Regions from separate parts of the Hordeum vulgare genome. Here region 2 is linked to region 1. The links are chromatin contacts, called in public Hi-C maps. All regions are on one chromosome and are shown on one strand. The core of a region is the stretch at or near the end of the contact, and the rest is flanking DNA. Distances in the headings are between cores, read along the strand shown.

Region 1 (7,034 bases), core at 2,060-4,559:
GGGGTACAGGCGGGACATCGACCCTTTTTTTTATATATAATCTTGTGAACCAAAAGTCTATTTTTCATTTTTTGCATATTCGTGTTTCTTGTGACGAGGGTTTTAAAATAAGATTTTAGATACATTTTAAAATAAGTATCCTCCAATTTTCCATTTGGGTAATAGCTGACTTTTAAAACTTGTGCACATAGGCTATCAGGTTTAGAAATTAATCTCCAGGCTTGTCGAGCTAATAATGCTTGGTTAACGCGACGAAAGTCTTGGAAACCAGCCCCACCATTGTTCTTCGGTTGCTGAAGCTCATCCCAAGCGCGCCAATGCACTTTTCTCCGACCATCAACAGAACCCCAATAGAAGCATGTCACCATTTCAGTGAGTTCGTCACATACCGAGAAAGGCTATTTAAACACTCTCATAATGTATGTCAGCAATGCTTGAGCTATAGGCTTGATGAGTGTTTCCCTAAACATCTGTGCGAGATAACCATCACCCCATTTGGTGAGACGTTTTGTCAAGCTCATTTGAATTTTTTGAAATTTCCCTTTGGACATGCGACCATGAGGAGTGGGGAGTCCCAAATACTTTCCATCAAATACCAAGCTAGTAACATTTGGAACCTCTCTAACTTTCTCTTGTACTATAAAAGGACATGATTTTCGAAAAATAATTGAGCACCTATTAAAATTCAAGCTTTGACCAATGTCATTACCATAAACATCCGGTGCATGTTTTACCTTTTCATCTTGAACACGAGATGCCTCAACAAATAGCATAGTATCATCAGCGAACAAAAGATGTGAAATACCCATAGCTCTTCTGCATACCTTGATGGGAGTACTGTCACTAACAGAAACACCATGCTTGAGAATTGCAGATGATCTATCATCCACAAAAAGAAACAAGAACAAAGAGAGAGAGGGTAGCCTTACCGAAAGTCCACGTGACGGTGCAAATGAACCCAAGAGGGCTCTATTTAATTTGACAGAAATACCTCACCAACGTGACATAAAACATTAACCTCTCGTCAAAAGTAGTGAAAAAAGGAGGACATGCTAAAGGTATGGTGACTGAATTCAAATTTTGGGCAAGTCACTTCTTTTAACCGACCAGCTAAGTACTCACTCCGTAAGAAATATAAAAGCGTTTTGAAGTAATTTTGAAGAGTTTGAATATCAAGGTTTTTAAAACCAGAAGTAATTTATTTTTGTATGAACACACTGGCCGTTGTGGCATTAGAATATTTTTTCTCTTTTTCCAAGGATGCGAATACGAGTACACTCTTTCTGATGATGCGTGCGTTCACGTGCAGCGGCGAAAGGAACAATTGTCCGCCAGACTAGATCGAGTAATAAATACTCCTAGTATCCCCGAAAACAAAAAGAAAGGGAAAAAATATTGCCTATAGGTGTGGGTGCTTTGTAACTCGCCCACTCACCGTTCATGCGTGTTTAAACGAATCTTGACAGTTTTTGATAAATTTTATGTTATGTAGGAAGGAATGGTGTGTGAACGTCTATCAGTTTACTCACACATCTGTTTCACGCACGCAAATCCCGCGGCTGCCAACACTACGTGTGGTGGAACTGACGTCGCGCCCACACACCCTCACGTCTGTTAGTTGCCATGTTTTTTCAATGTTACATGACAACCGAATGGAACTGCCGTCGCACGCCCATACACCTGTCAGTTGCCATGTCTTTTCCATTACATGGCAACAGAATGAAACTGCCGTCGTGCGCCCACACGCCTGTCAGTTGTCATGTCTTTTTCAGCGTTACATGACAACTCGGTGCAACTGCCGTCGCGCGTCAACACGTCTGTCAGTTGTCATGTCTTTCTAGTGTTACATGACAATGCAGTTGTTCAAATATAACGACTGCAGTTGAGCAACCATGGTAATTATAATTGTTCAGACATGACAACTACAATTAATCAAACAATTGACACGGTTCAGCAACCATGACAACTGTCATGCCCAAGGCACACGGGACCGCGAGGTGACAGGTCGAACGCACGGGCTGCGAGGCAGGAGTCCGGACGTGTGGACGTTAACTGTTTGTCCAGGCGTAGACGTACAGTCTATTTCTCTTGCACACCATACGAGACGTGTATCAAGACTCCTATAACATCTACTCCCTCTATAAACTAATATAAAAGCGTTTATAGATAACTAAAATAGTGATCTAAACCTCTTTATATTAGGTTACAGAGCGAGTACACGTATGGGCAATATGAAGGAAGACCCAAAGAAAATGTTTTCTTGGCAAGAGGAAAAAGAAAAACCCACCCGCAACTCTCCTTCTTCCTCTGTACGCCGTGTCTATAAATGCCGCCTCGTCCCGTCTGCAACCCCGAAACCGTCCCCTCCGCAGTGGAAAATCGCACCAACACCAACACGCCCCCTACCCTCTCCCCTCTCCCACCGCCGCCCCCCCAAATCCCACCTACTCCTCACCGTCACCGCATCCCTCCGGCCCCCCACGCGGCACGGGCGCGCGGACACGCAGCGCCGACGAGGTGGATCGGGGAAGAAGGACCGCGCACACGTAGCAGGAGACGGGCGGGCACGGGACGGACGGGACCGAGTTCGTTCCTTCCTTCTTTCATCCGTGCGCTGCCGCTGCTGCTGCGGCTACTGCTGCATTTAGACGGGGGAAAATCCACCGAATCTCCCCCGTCACCCGCCTCGTCCGGCGAGCCGGAAGAGGCCAAAAAACCCTCCTTTGTTCCCATCTGCGCCCGCCGCCCGCCGCCTGAGCTCTCCCGCGAGCGGCCGCGCCCGCCCCCACCACCCCCTGCCACCGCAACCGCACCGTGGCCGGGTGGGAGGCCCCCGATGCCTTTTAAACCCCTCGCCGCCCCCCTCCCCCTCCTCCTGACGCCCCCGATCCCCCCCACCCCCACCCAATGCCGCGCCTCCGCCACCACACCCTCCCCCTCACGGAGGCCGCCGCCGCCGCCGCGCACGCCGCGCTGCTCGCCCTCGCGCTCCTCCTCCTGCTCCTCCGCGGCGCCCGCGCCCTCGCCTCGCGCTGCGCCTCCTGCCTCAAGCCGCCCCGCCCCCCCGCCGTCGATGGGGCCCTCGCCGACGCGCCCCTCGCCGCCTCCTCGGGCGTGTGGTTCAGGGCCGCCCTCGCCTGCTGCGGCTACGCCCTGCTGGCGCAGCTCGCCGCGCTGAGCTACGAGGCCGCGGTCGCGGCGCCGCCCGTCGAGGCCGAGGCGCTGCTGCTGCCGGCCGTGCAGGCGCTGGCTTGGGCGGCCCTGCTGGCGCTCGCGCTGCGGGCGCGCGCCGGCGGCCGCGGCAGGTTCCCGGCGCTCGTGCGGGTCTGGTGGGTGCTCGCCTTCGCGCTCTCCGTCGCCATCGCCTTCGAAGACTCCAGGCGCCTCATGGGCGGCGCCGACCATGATGTGGACTACGCGCACATGGTCGCCAACTTCGCGTCGCTGCCGGCCCTCGGCTTCCTCTGCTTGGTTGGTGTCATGGGTTCCAGCGGTGTCGAGTTGGAGTTTAGTGATGATGACACCGGTGTCCATGAGCCCCTGTTGCTCGGCGGCCAGCGCAGAGATGCCGAGGAGGAGCCCGGCTGCCTCCGGGTGACTCCCTACGGGGATGCCGGGATTCTCAGCCTCGCAACGCTCTCATGGCTCAGCCCGTTGCTCTCGGTTGGGGCCAAGAGGCCGCTGGAGCTGGCTGACATACCCTTGCTGGCTCACAAGGATCGTGCCAAGTTCTGCTACAAGGCCATGAGCAGTCACTATGAGCGCCAGCGGATCGAGTGCCCTGACAAGGAGCCATCGCTGGCATGGGCAATACTCAAGTCCTTCTGGCGGGAGGCGGCCATCAACGGCTGCTTCGCCGCGGTGAACACCGTCGTGTCCTATGTCGGCCCCTACCTGATCAGCTACTTTGTGGACTACCTCAGTGGCAAAATTGCATTCCCCCATGAAGGTTACATCCTTGCCTCCGTATTTTTCGTATCAAAGCTGATTGAGACGCTCACTGCTCGCCAGTGGTACCTGGGCGTGGACGTCATGGGGATCCATGTCAAGTCCGGCCTGACGGCCATGGTGTACAGGAAGGGCCTCAGGCTGTCGAATGCCTCAAAGCAGAGCCATACGAGCGGTGAGATTGTGAATTACATGGCCGTTGATGTGCAGCGGGTGGGGGACTATGCATGGTACTTTCATGACATATGGATGCTTCCACTGCAGATCATCCTTGCGCTCGCCATCCTTTACAAGAATGTCGGGATCGCCACCGTTTCGACATTGATAGCCACTGCGCTGTCGATTGCTGCCTCGGTTCCTGTGGCGAAGCTGCAGGAGCACTACCAAGATAAGCTAATGGCAGCAAAGGATGAGCGTATGCGCAAGACTGCAGAGTGCTTGAAGAGTATGAGAATTCTCAAGTTGCAGGCGTGGGAGGACCGGTACAGGATAATGCTTGAAGAGATGAGGAACGTTGAATGCAGGTGGCTCAAGTGGGCTTTGTATTCACAGGCCGCAGTTACGTTTGTTTTCTGGAGCTCGCCAATCTTTGTCTCGGTCATAACTTTCGGCACCTGTATATTGCTTGGTGGCGAGCTCACTGCCGGAGGTGTTCTCTCTGCTTTAGCAACTTTTAGGATCCTTCAAGAGCCTCTGAGGAATTTCCCTGATCTCATCTCCATGATAGCTCAGACGAGGGTGTCTTTGGACAGGTTGTCTCACTTCTTGCGGCAAGAAGAGCTGCCGGATGATGCAACAATAAGTGTTCCACAGGGCAGTACAGACAAGGCAATCGATATCAGGGATGGCAATTTCTCTTGGAACCCATCTTGCTCAACCCCTACACTCTATGGTATACAACTTAGTGTGGTAAGAGGCATGAGAGTAGCAGTCTGTGGTGTGATTGGTTCTGGCAAATCAAGTCTATTGTCCTCTATACTTGGGGAGATACCCAGGCTGTCTGGCCAAGTAAGTACATGCATAAAAGAAAAGAGTTGATGCTAACTTGAATGACGGCTTAATTACATTTTCCTTCTGCTCCTTATCCAGGTTAGGGTCAGTGGTACAGCAGCATATGTTTCTCAGACTGCCTGGATTCAGTCTGGAAATATTGAGGAGAACGTTCTTTTCGGCACTCCAATGGACAGACCGCGTTATAAGAGAGTACTCGAGGCTTGCTCCCTGAAGAAAGATCTTCAGTTGCTCCAGTATGGAGATCAGACCATCATTGGCGACAGAGGCATTAATTTGAGTGGAGGTCAGAAACAGAGAGTGCAGCTTGCGAGAGCACTGTACCAAGATGCTGATATTTATTTGCTTGATGACCCCTTCAGTGCTGTTGATGCTCATACTGGAAGTGATCTATTTAAGGTCGGTGCCGATGTTGCCTTTTATCCTATTTTTTTAAAGGTGCTTCTGTTTCATAACATGTCTGGGTTTTGCGCTGCAGGACTATATATTGGGGGCACTAGCTAGCAAAACAGTAATTTATGTAACCCATCAAGTCGAGTTCCTACCAGCTGCTGACTTGATATTGGTAATAACATTTTTCTCACAATCTAAGCACTACATTTTAGTGGCTAATGTACATGGATATGCTGTTTCAAATTTCTATCAGCCTATTAAGTTGTTCAATTCGACGTGTTTGTTTCTTGATGACAATAACAAATCAGATTCTTCATGAAACTTCTACTCATTAGACTGTTCATAGATTAATGGGCCCTTGATCACTCATTTGTGCTTTTTTTAATCATGACACAGGTTCTTAAGGATGGTCGTATCACCCAAGCTGGAAAATATGATGATCTTCTCCAAGCTGGAACCGATTTCAATGCTCTGGTTTCTGCTCATAATGAAGCTATCGAGACCATGGATTTTGGCGAAGATTCTGATGGAGATATTGCTCCTTCTGTTCCTAACAAAAGATTGATACCAAGTGTTAGCAATATCGATAACCTGAAAAATAAAGTATCTGAAAATGGGAAGTCATCTAATACACGTGGAATTAAGGACAAAAAAAAGAGTGAAGAACGTAAGAAGAAGCGTACTGTTCAGGAAGAGGAGAGGGAGCGAGGAAGAGTTAGCTTAAATGTTTATTTGACATACATGGGGGAAGCCTACAAAGGTTCACTGATACCGCTCATTGTCTTGGCGCAAACCCTGTTCCAAGTTCTTCAGATTGCCAGTAACTGGTGGATGGCATGGGCAAACCCACAAACAGAAGGAGATACACCTAAGACAAGTAGCGTGGTCCTTCTTGTTGTTTATATGTGCCTTGCTTTTGGGAGTTCATTGTTTGTGTTTGTGAGAAGCCTTCTTGTAGCTACATTTGGTTTAGCAGCTGCTCAGAAATTATTTATAAAAATGCTAAGGTGTGTGTTTCGGGCGCCAATGTCATTCTTCGATACTACACCATCTGGACGGATTCTGAATCGAGTAAGTTTAGATCATGCTCTTGCTCCTAATTTCTATTTGACACCCGTGTGCTGCTTTTCTAATTTGCTCCTAAACTTCTTCAATCATACTTCATATCAGGTTTCTGTAGATCAAAGTGTTGTGGACCTTGATATAGCATTCAGGCTAGGGGGATTTGCATCAACAACAATCCAACTCCTTGGAATCGTTGCTGTCATGAGCAAAGTCACATGGCAAGTTCTGTTTCTTATAGTTCCTATGGCTATGGCATGCATGTGGATGCAGGTAAATTGCTAAACTTTCAGGTTTCTTTTGGTGCTGAAATTAACCTGCGATCCTTAATTTCTTCAATGGAGATCGTGATGCAAATAAAGTACTCCCTCCGTCTGAAAATAAGTGTCGCACATTTAGTACTAAATTAGTACAAATTTTGCACTAGATCAACGACACTTATTTTGGGACGGAGGGAGTAGATAGCAAGGGTAGCTACACCTAAATGAATTGATAAAAGAACTATGTACACACAAATTTGGCTGCCTCTGTCAGTTAACTAGCCAGTTAACCAGAAAACAGATGCATATGCTCAACATGAAAATATTGAAACCTGTGAAGTAAGCTCATTCTCAAAGCAC
Region 2 (7,034 bases), core at 3,232-5,731, 47 kb before region 1:
GTTAAAAAGTTGAGAGGGCTACGACAAAAACTGGATGCACTTTGTGTACAAAACGGACAATCTCTCTCGAAGTATCAGGGTTTCGAACAAGAACTCATCTCTTACAAAGGGATTTCATTTTTTTAACTTATTTGAACTCCATACTTTTTGTGTGTTCAAAATGCACCATTCAAAGGCACATCACAAAATTTCAACAATTTCTGACTTCATTTGGTATTCTTCGTGCATTTACTTATTTTTTTGAGCTAGTTGACCCTGAAATCGAAAAGCACTACAATGAACTCAGAAAATGTTGAAAGTTGGCATGCTATCATCATTTCACCCACATCGCATGTGCGAGAAAGTTGCGAGGGTTACGTTAAAAACTGGATGCACTTCGTGTACAAAATGGACAATCTCTTTGGAAGTAGAAGCGACCCCACAATAAGAGACAACATTCTTCTTCTCTCATATATGGTGGACACTAGCTCACCTGATTTTTCAACCGTCGATGATGGTCGCTACTCCTACTTCCCCTAGTGCATAACCAATATCTAGCACAAGGAGAAGAAGGAGAAACGACCCCCCACAGCAACAGTCGACATTCTTCTTCTCTCATGTATGGTGGACACTCCCTCACCTGATTTTTCGACCGTCGATGATGGTCGCTACTCCTTCTTCCCCTAGTGCATAACAAATATCTAGCACAAAGAGAAGAAGGAGAAGCAACCCCCACAACAACAGTCGGTATTCTTCTTCTCTCATGTATGGTGGACACCCCCTCACCTGATTTTTTGACCGTCAATGATGGTCGCTATTCCTTCTTTCCCTAATGCATAACAAATATCTAGCACAAGGAGAAGAAGAAAAAGCGACCCCCACAACAAAAGTGGTTCCGCTGCACGCCACGTGGTTCCGCTGCACGCCACGTGGGACTAATGGTCTTTCATTTTTAAATGACTGTTTTAATCAAAAACAGATCTGTTACAAAAGGGATTTCACTTTTTGAACTTATTTGAACTGAAGACTTTTTGTATATATATGTGGTCGAAATGCATGATACCATGAAGTTAGAAAGGGCTAAACAATTCAAAAGTAGCAAATGAAGTTAGAAAGGGCTAAACCATTCAAATTTGGAAACTATAATGGCACAAACAGAAACTAGACATATATAAATTGGTCCAAGCAGTACATGATACTAGTCCAAACAGTACATGATACTAGTCCAAACAGTACATAATAATAGCTACCATAGATATATATACAAGTGTTTGACGTTGAGAACACTACTCATCTGAATCGTCTGAATCAGAATGTCCACCTTCCTCGAGGTGACGCTGGCCATAGTTGACGACTCGAATCTTGCGGTACAACTCATATGAAACGTATGCATCTTTTGCTGCATACTCAATGTTGATACGATCAAGTGGGTCCTTCTCCCAAAGTTTGTGCTGAGACTTTGGGAAACTGGTCTTCATATCACCATATTCCTCGTCGATCAAGGCAACTGCCATATGAGCCATCGAAGTCCTGACATGTCGAAGCCTGAATACCGTTTGGAGATCAATGAGGCAACCAGTTGGTATCTCAATACCGAAGCTGTACCTCATCTTCAGCTTGTCGTTCCTTATATCAACGCTAGCAAAAGCGATGTCGCTGCGAAGGAAGTCCATGAGTTCTGGACAATGCTTGTCACTACTGCAACAGAAACAAATTAAAATGGAACAAATGTTACATACTGCTGCAATAAGGAAACATGTTTCACTACAACTAAAGAGAAAATTATCTTTAGGATTCAAATAGAACATATGCAATGGAACCTAGAGAGATCACTATAGCTATCCAATGGAACCTAGAGAGATCACTGGCTATATGCAATTTTCATGACTATGACATATCATATTGCTATCCAATGGAACCTAGAGAGATCACTAGATATATGCAATTTTCATAACCTTGGATCAAAGAACACCGCATAAAATTGTACCACTACAACTATGATTTCAATGGAACATATTGAACCAATCAGATTTTTCAGATTGTGGAACACTATTCCAATCAGATTGTGTTCCCTTCAACTAATCAAAATTGTTTCACTACAACTATTTGAAGCGAACCAACTATGATTCCAATGGAACATATTAAACACTAGTTGATTCTAATACGATTTTTCAGATTATGGAACACTATTCCAATCAGATTGTGTTCCCCTTCAACTAATCAAAATTGTTTCACTACAACTATTTGAAGGGAACCAACTATGATTCCAATGGAACATATTAAACACTAGTTGATTCTAATACGATTTTTCAGATTATGGAACACTATTCCAATTAGATTGTGTTCCCCTTCAACTAATCAAAATTGTTTCATTACAACTATTTGAAGGGAACCAACTATGATTGAAACAAATAAACTTCAATGTCATTATCCTGGATCAAAGAAAGCCTCAAAACTTACCTCGCCCATTGGAAGATCAAGACATGGTGTGCGAAGCATAGTTGGATGACGGCAACACCGCGTTGATCGGCCGTGTACTCGAGATCAAGCCCCAAGAACTTCTCATGATCCATTGCGGCGTCAAGCCATCGTTCCTTCAACTGTTCAAGAAAAAACGGCATCTCCCTGCTCTCGTTCGTGTACACGACATCGAGCATGGTCGTGCCATGTGCGAGCACCTCTTCAAAGCGAGTTGGCATGGTGGAAGAAGAGAAGGGAAGAAGAGAGGAGAAGAACAAAGAGAGGGGAAGCGAGAGAGGAAGAAGAACAGAGAAATGGCGACTCTGCTTCGGTTCGTGCTTTTCATCACCCGAAACGGCGCGGGATGCAAACCGTTTGGGCCTTTAGTCCCGGGTTGAGCCACCAACCGGGACTAAAGAGGTATACCAACGGTTGCCACCACTACGGCAGGCCACGTGTTAGGCCTTTAGTCTCCGGTTGAGCCACCAACCGGGACTAAAGGGGGATACGAACGGTTGCCACCACCACTGCCCGCCGCGTAGCCCTTTAGTCCTGGTTTGGGACACGAACCGGGACTAAAGGCTCCTTACGGGCCGGGACTAAAGCCTCGAGGGAGGCATTGAGAATTGGGGCGACGTGGCCGGGCCTTCAGTCCCGGCCCAGAGGCAGGCCGGGACTAAAGGGTCCCGGCCAAAGGCCCGTTTTCCACTAGTGACATTTCTTTTGTTATACTAATTATTTTTTTATCTTGCATATTGTTATTTATCTTTTGCTCTGTTTTCCAAATTTTCGGAACATAAATCTTTTTCTCGGACATTTAGGGATAACATCTGTCATGTTGTTGAAGCTCCTGTTGAGATACCTCACAAAAAGAAGATGTTGCAGGGATGAGATGGGAAAATGTAGAAGGGAAGGCGATTTCTACCGAAGGAGCAAGAGGTGATTCGGCTAATAGGTTGTATATTTGGGGGATCTTCACGATAAGAGTAGTTTTAAATATGGCTATTTTTGGCACTGCTATCTCTTGCTTGACTGTCCTTGCCGTTTCCATGCTGGTGCATGCATCAATATTGTAGTGTGATGTTATCATGTATTGCGCATTGATTGGTTACGAACTATTACACCCATTATTAAATAGATGGGATATTAATAGCGCAGTTTAAATTTGGCTCGTGACAAACAAATGAGCTTCAGACTGTTTTATGAGAAAAGAGAGTATATAAAATTTGTTAGGTAAAAGTTTATCATCATTTTTATAAAAAACTAATTTTGTAATACATAACGTTGTAAATTTTGTATTAACATATAATGCAAAAAATGATGGACAAGATTATATGTTGGAACTTTATTAATTCCGGGATCCTTTTTGTGTATTTGATTGGTCTCTGGTTAGACTTTGGGAGGCGGACATTTGGTCTCTCGTACCTAGATAATTTATACATGAAATGTGCAGATTTGGTGGCACGCCACAAGAACGACTAGAAATACTTTTCATGTTCTAATTAACCCATTTCTTTTTAAAAAAAAATATTGTTGCACTTCACCCAATACCACATATTTGCATTGTTGCACTTTTTAGATGTTTAGAAATGTATCATGTTTATATTGACATGGTAACAGACTTAGAGTACATATAACTTTAAATTTTAGAAAGGAGCATGTTTGGTGTAGTTATTATAAAATGTGTCAATATTTGTATTTAAAATGGTTAATAGATTATTACATCATTATTAAAATATAATAAAAATATATATTATTCAAGACGTGTATTGCACGTGCAAGCTTACTAGTATTTAATAACTGATGAAGAGATGCTATCACACGTAGCTGTGAAAAACTGACGGGATTTTGTTGGGCGGCGTAAAAATGTCACGGTTTTGGCCCGTAGCTACGTAATGATGGGTACGTGGGCGTTGAAACCGCTAGAGAGCGATGCCGGCAACGACGAAACACAAAAAGGCCAATTTGCACCGCACCTCTTGGGACCGACGTGAAACCAAACCGCTTCCCCGGCAAGGAAACTGCACAGTGGATTGCGGATTTCCTCGTTGTGACTAGTACTAGCATGAAAACACGCCCGTTTTCGTCATATCTATTCAGACATTTCCCTTTGGTTGCACTACCTAAATAATTCTGGTTGCATGCTGCACGGGCAATGCGATACTCCTACTACTTACTTACTACAGTGGACCAAAACAGGGCAATTATTGCAAAACATTATGTAATGCATCATTAAGAACGACTGATATATTGCTCGTCCGGGCCAGGTTAATGCATGCTCCCAACCCAAATTGCTCTCTCGCCGTAAACATCATCACATCACTCGTCGACCATGTCGCCATCGTCCGTTGCTGATTCCTGTAAGCGGTCCACGTCGGAAGTCGGCGCCAGCTGCGTGCCGTGCCGTGCCGTGCGTGCGCCTCTTGACCCACCCGGCAACTCTGGTGGGCATGGCCCTTTTCCGGGGCAGGGTAGCAGCAGTCCTGCTCGGTTGGCCCGCGTAGCTACCTAGCTGGTGGTCTACTCTGGCTCACGCTTTGTCACCCGCACATCAGTCCATCATGCAGCCCCACACGTGCCCTCTTCTAGTTTTTTTATTTTATTTTTGAGGGGGACGTGCCCTCTACTAGCTTTGCGCGCCTTTTGCAGTCCAAAATAATAGCTTTGCAGGCTTTCTTTCAGCTTTACAAGCAACGGGTGCTTTGGATTGCGGGCGGCAACGGTATGAAGGGCAGTTCTTTTGATAGTTTTTTGGGCTTCTAGAATAAATTGTCTCTATATTTTTCTAGAAGCCTACTAATCAAGTTTTAATTAGTGGGTTTTTAAAATGATAAATTTGATTGAGCTTTTAGAATAAGCTGGATAGGAATAACTTATTTCAGCTTATTATAAAAACTATCAAAAGAACGGGTCCTAAAGCATCTCTACCACATCGTGTAAAAACCGACTTTAAATGCGTATAATGAACATTGTCAATCATTTTCACGATGTGAAATTGTTCCGGATAGAACAAATTCAGTAAATAAAATTGTATTTCATTTTATCTTCTTTTTTTCATTTTTTCCTCTCGTCCCAACGAGTTGTCTCCGGTCATAGCGTGCCTCGCCCTAGCGCCCCGGCGCCGTCCGCCTCGCCCCCGCCTCGTCCTGGCGCCACCTATTCCCGACCATGCATTCAGTGGAGGAGCCCTGCGTCGCTCGCTCCCGATTGAGGTCAGCACTCCCCGTCCCTGATTGAGCTCGTCACTCCCTGACGCTGCGCGTAAGTTTCCCGTCGTGGCCGCACGAGCTCCCCCACCCTGCCACACTCTTCTTCGGTGCCGCCTCGCCCTGATTCAGGCTTCCGCTCGCCTCCTCCATCCTGCCCGTGGACGACCTCGTCTCGGCAGTGGAGGTCAAGCTGGCCGCAATTCAAACCAGCGCGACAAATTCAGACGTGGGATGACTTCTTCTAACATGCGACGACGGATTTCGGTGTTTCGGGTAGATTTCGACCAGTTCCGCGGCAGCGCGTTTGCTTCGACGAGGTTTGATCAGTTTACGGATTGAACTATATAATGCCTCCAAAATTGCACATATAAGGTTTTCACGGATGGATTTACCGTGCCCCTTAAAAAATTTACGGATCGAACAAGTTTTACGGGGTCCGCTCCACGTCGTTTTTCCGACCGAAACTATAAACACCTCGGTTTTTTTACGGATTTAACCAGTTTACGGAGAATACTAGAGATGCTCTTATATTTGGCTAGACTACTATGGCCCGGTTTGGATCTATGGACAAACATGAGAGCTAGTTTAAGCTAGATTGCAACTAATCCATAAAACCTATTCTTTTGAGAGATGCTAATTGAAGCTAGTTATGGTGGGCCCCACAAAGATATACTTTTCTCCCAAGCCTCCATCTGCACCAGATCCTATTCACCCTTATTCACTCGTCCGCCCGAGTCCCTCCGCCCCTGCCTCCCATTCCCATTTCGCCGCCCTCGTCCGCCTCCATCCCGTAGGTCCTGTACGCCCTCGGCACCTCAGACGCGCCTTCCGCCGGCCGCCGCATCGGTCGCCCCCTCCCGTTCCCATCCCGTCGCCCTCTCCGATTTCCATCTTGTCGCCCTCATTGCACCTCATGTTCCCATCCCGCCATCCTCATCCGACCTCATCCCAGGTGTTGTTGGAGAACGTTCATGGGAAACAAAAAAATTCCTGCGCACATGCAATACCTATCCATGGTGATGATCATCTACGAGAGGGGAGAGTGAATCTACGTACCCTTGTAGATCGCTAAGCGGAATCATATATAACGCGGTTGATGTAGTGGAACATCTTCCCGATCTAAATCGTAGTCCGCCCTGCGATATCATCACGAACCGTCCCGCGATCCCATCACAATCCATCCCGATCTAGTGTCGAATGGCCGGCACCTCCGTGTTCAGCACACATACAGCTCGATGACGATCCCCGTCTTCTTGATCCAGCAAGAGGGGCGGAGAGGTAGATGATTTCTCCAACACGACGGCGTGGTTGTGGTGTTGGTGTTGGTGGAGCTGATCCGGCAGAGCTTCGCTAAGCTATAACGAACAGATCTAGAGGAGAACAGAT

Evidence for each region. A called contact is a pair of places that touch in the nucleus more often than the background predicts.
Region 2: a Hi-C map of seedling shows a contact between it and region 1, with 2.1 times the contacts expected there. The contact joins the enhancer-like site here to the promoter of LOC123449859 in region 1. A contact is called at or near these places in 2 of 6 Hi-C or Micro-C datasets (leaf and seedling).

What each region holds. Positions count from the first base shown.
Region 1 is chr4H:593,205,627-593,212,660 of MorexV3_pseudomolecules_assembly, reverse strand. LOC123449859 (ABC transporter C family member 13) reads left to right here and starts at 3,309. Exons shown (of 11, transcript XM_045127211.1): 1 at 3,309-4,956; 2 at 5,038-5,358; 3 at 5,438-5,524; 4 at 5,749-6,423; 5 at 6,523-6,687. The coding sequence starts at 3,388.
Region 2 is chr4H:593,254,263-593,261,296 of MorexV3_pseudomolecules_assembly, reverse strand. No RefSeq gene overlaps it. Among protein-coding and RNA genes, the nearest start is that of LOC123449859, 48 kb to the right of the region's middle. Within about 2 kb of position 4,481, at least 3 of the 3 cell types and tissues checked have open chromatin away from gene starts, as enhancers often do. A contact at or near this core is called in leaf and seedling, where this site is marked.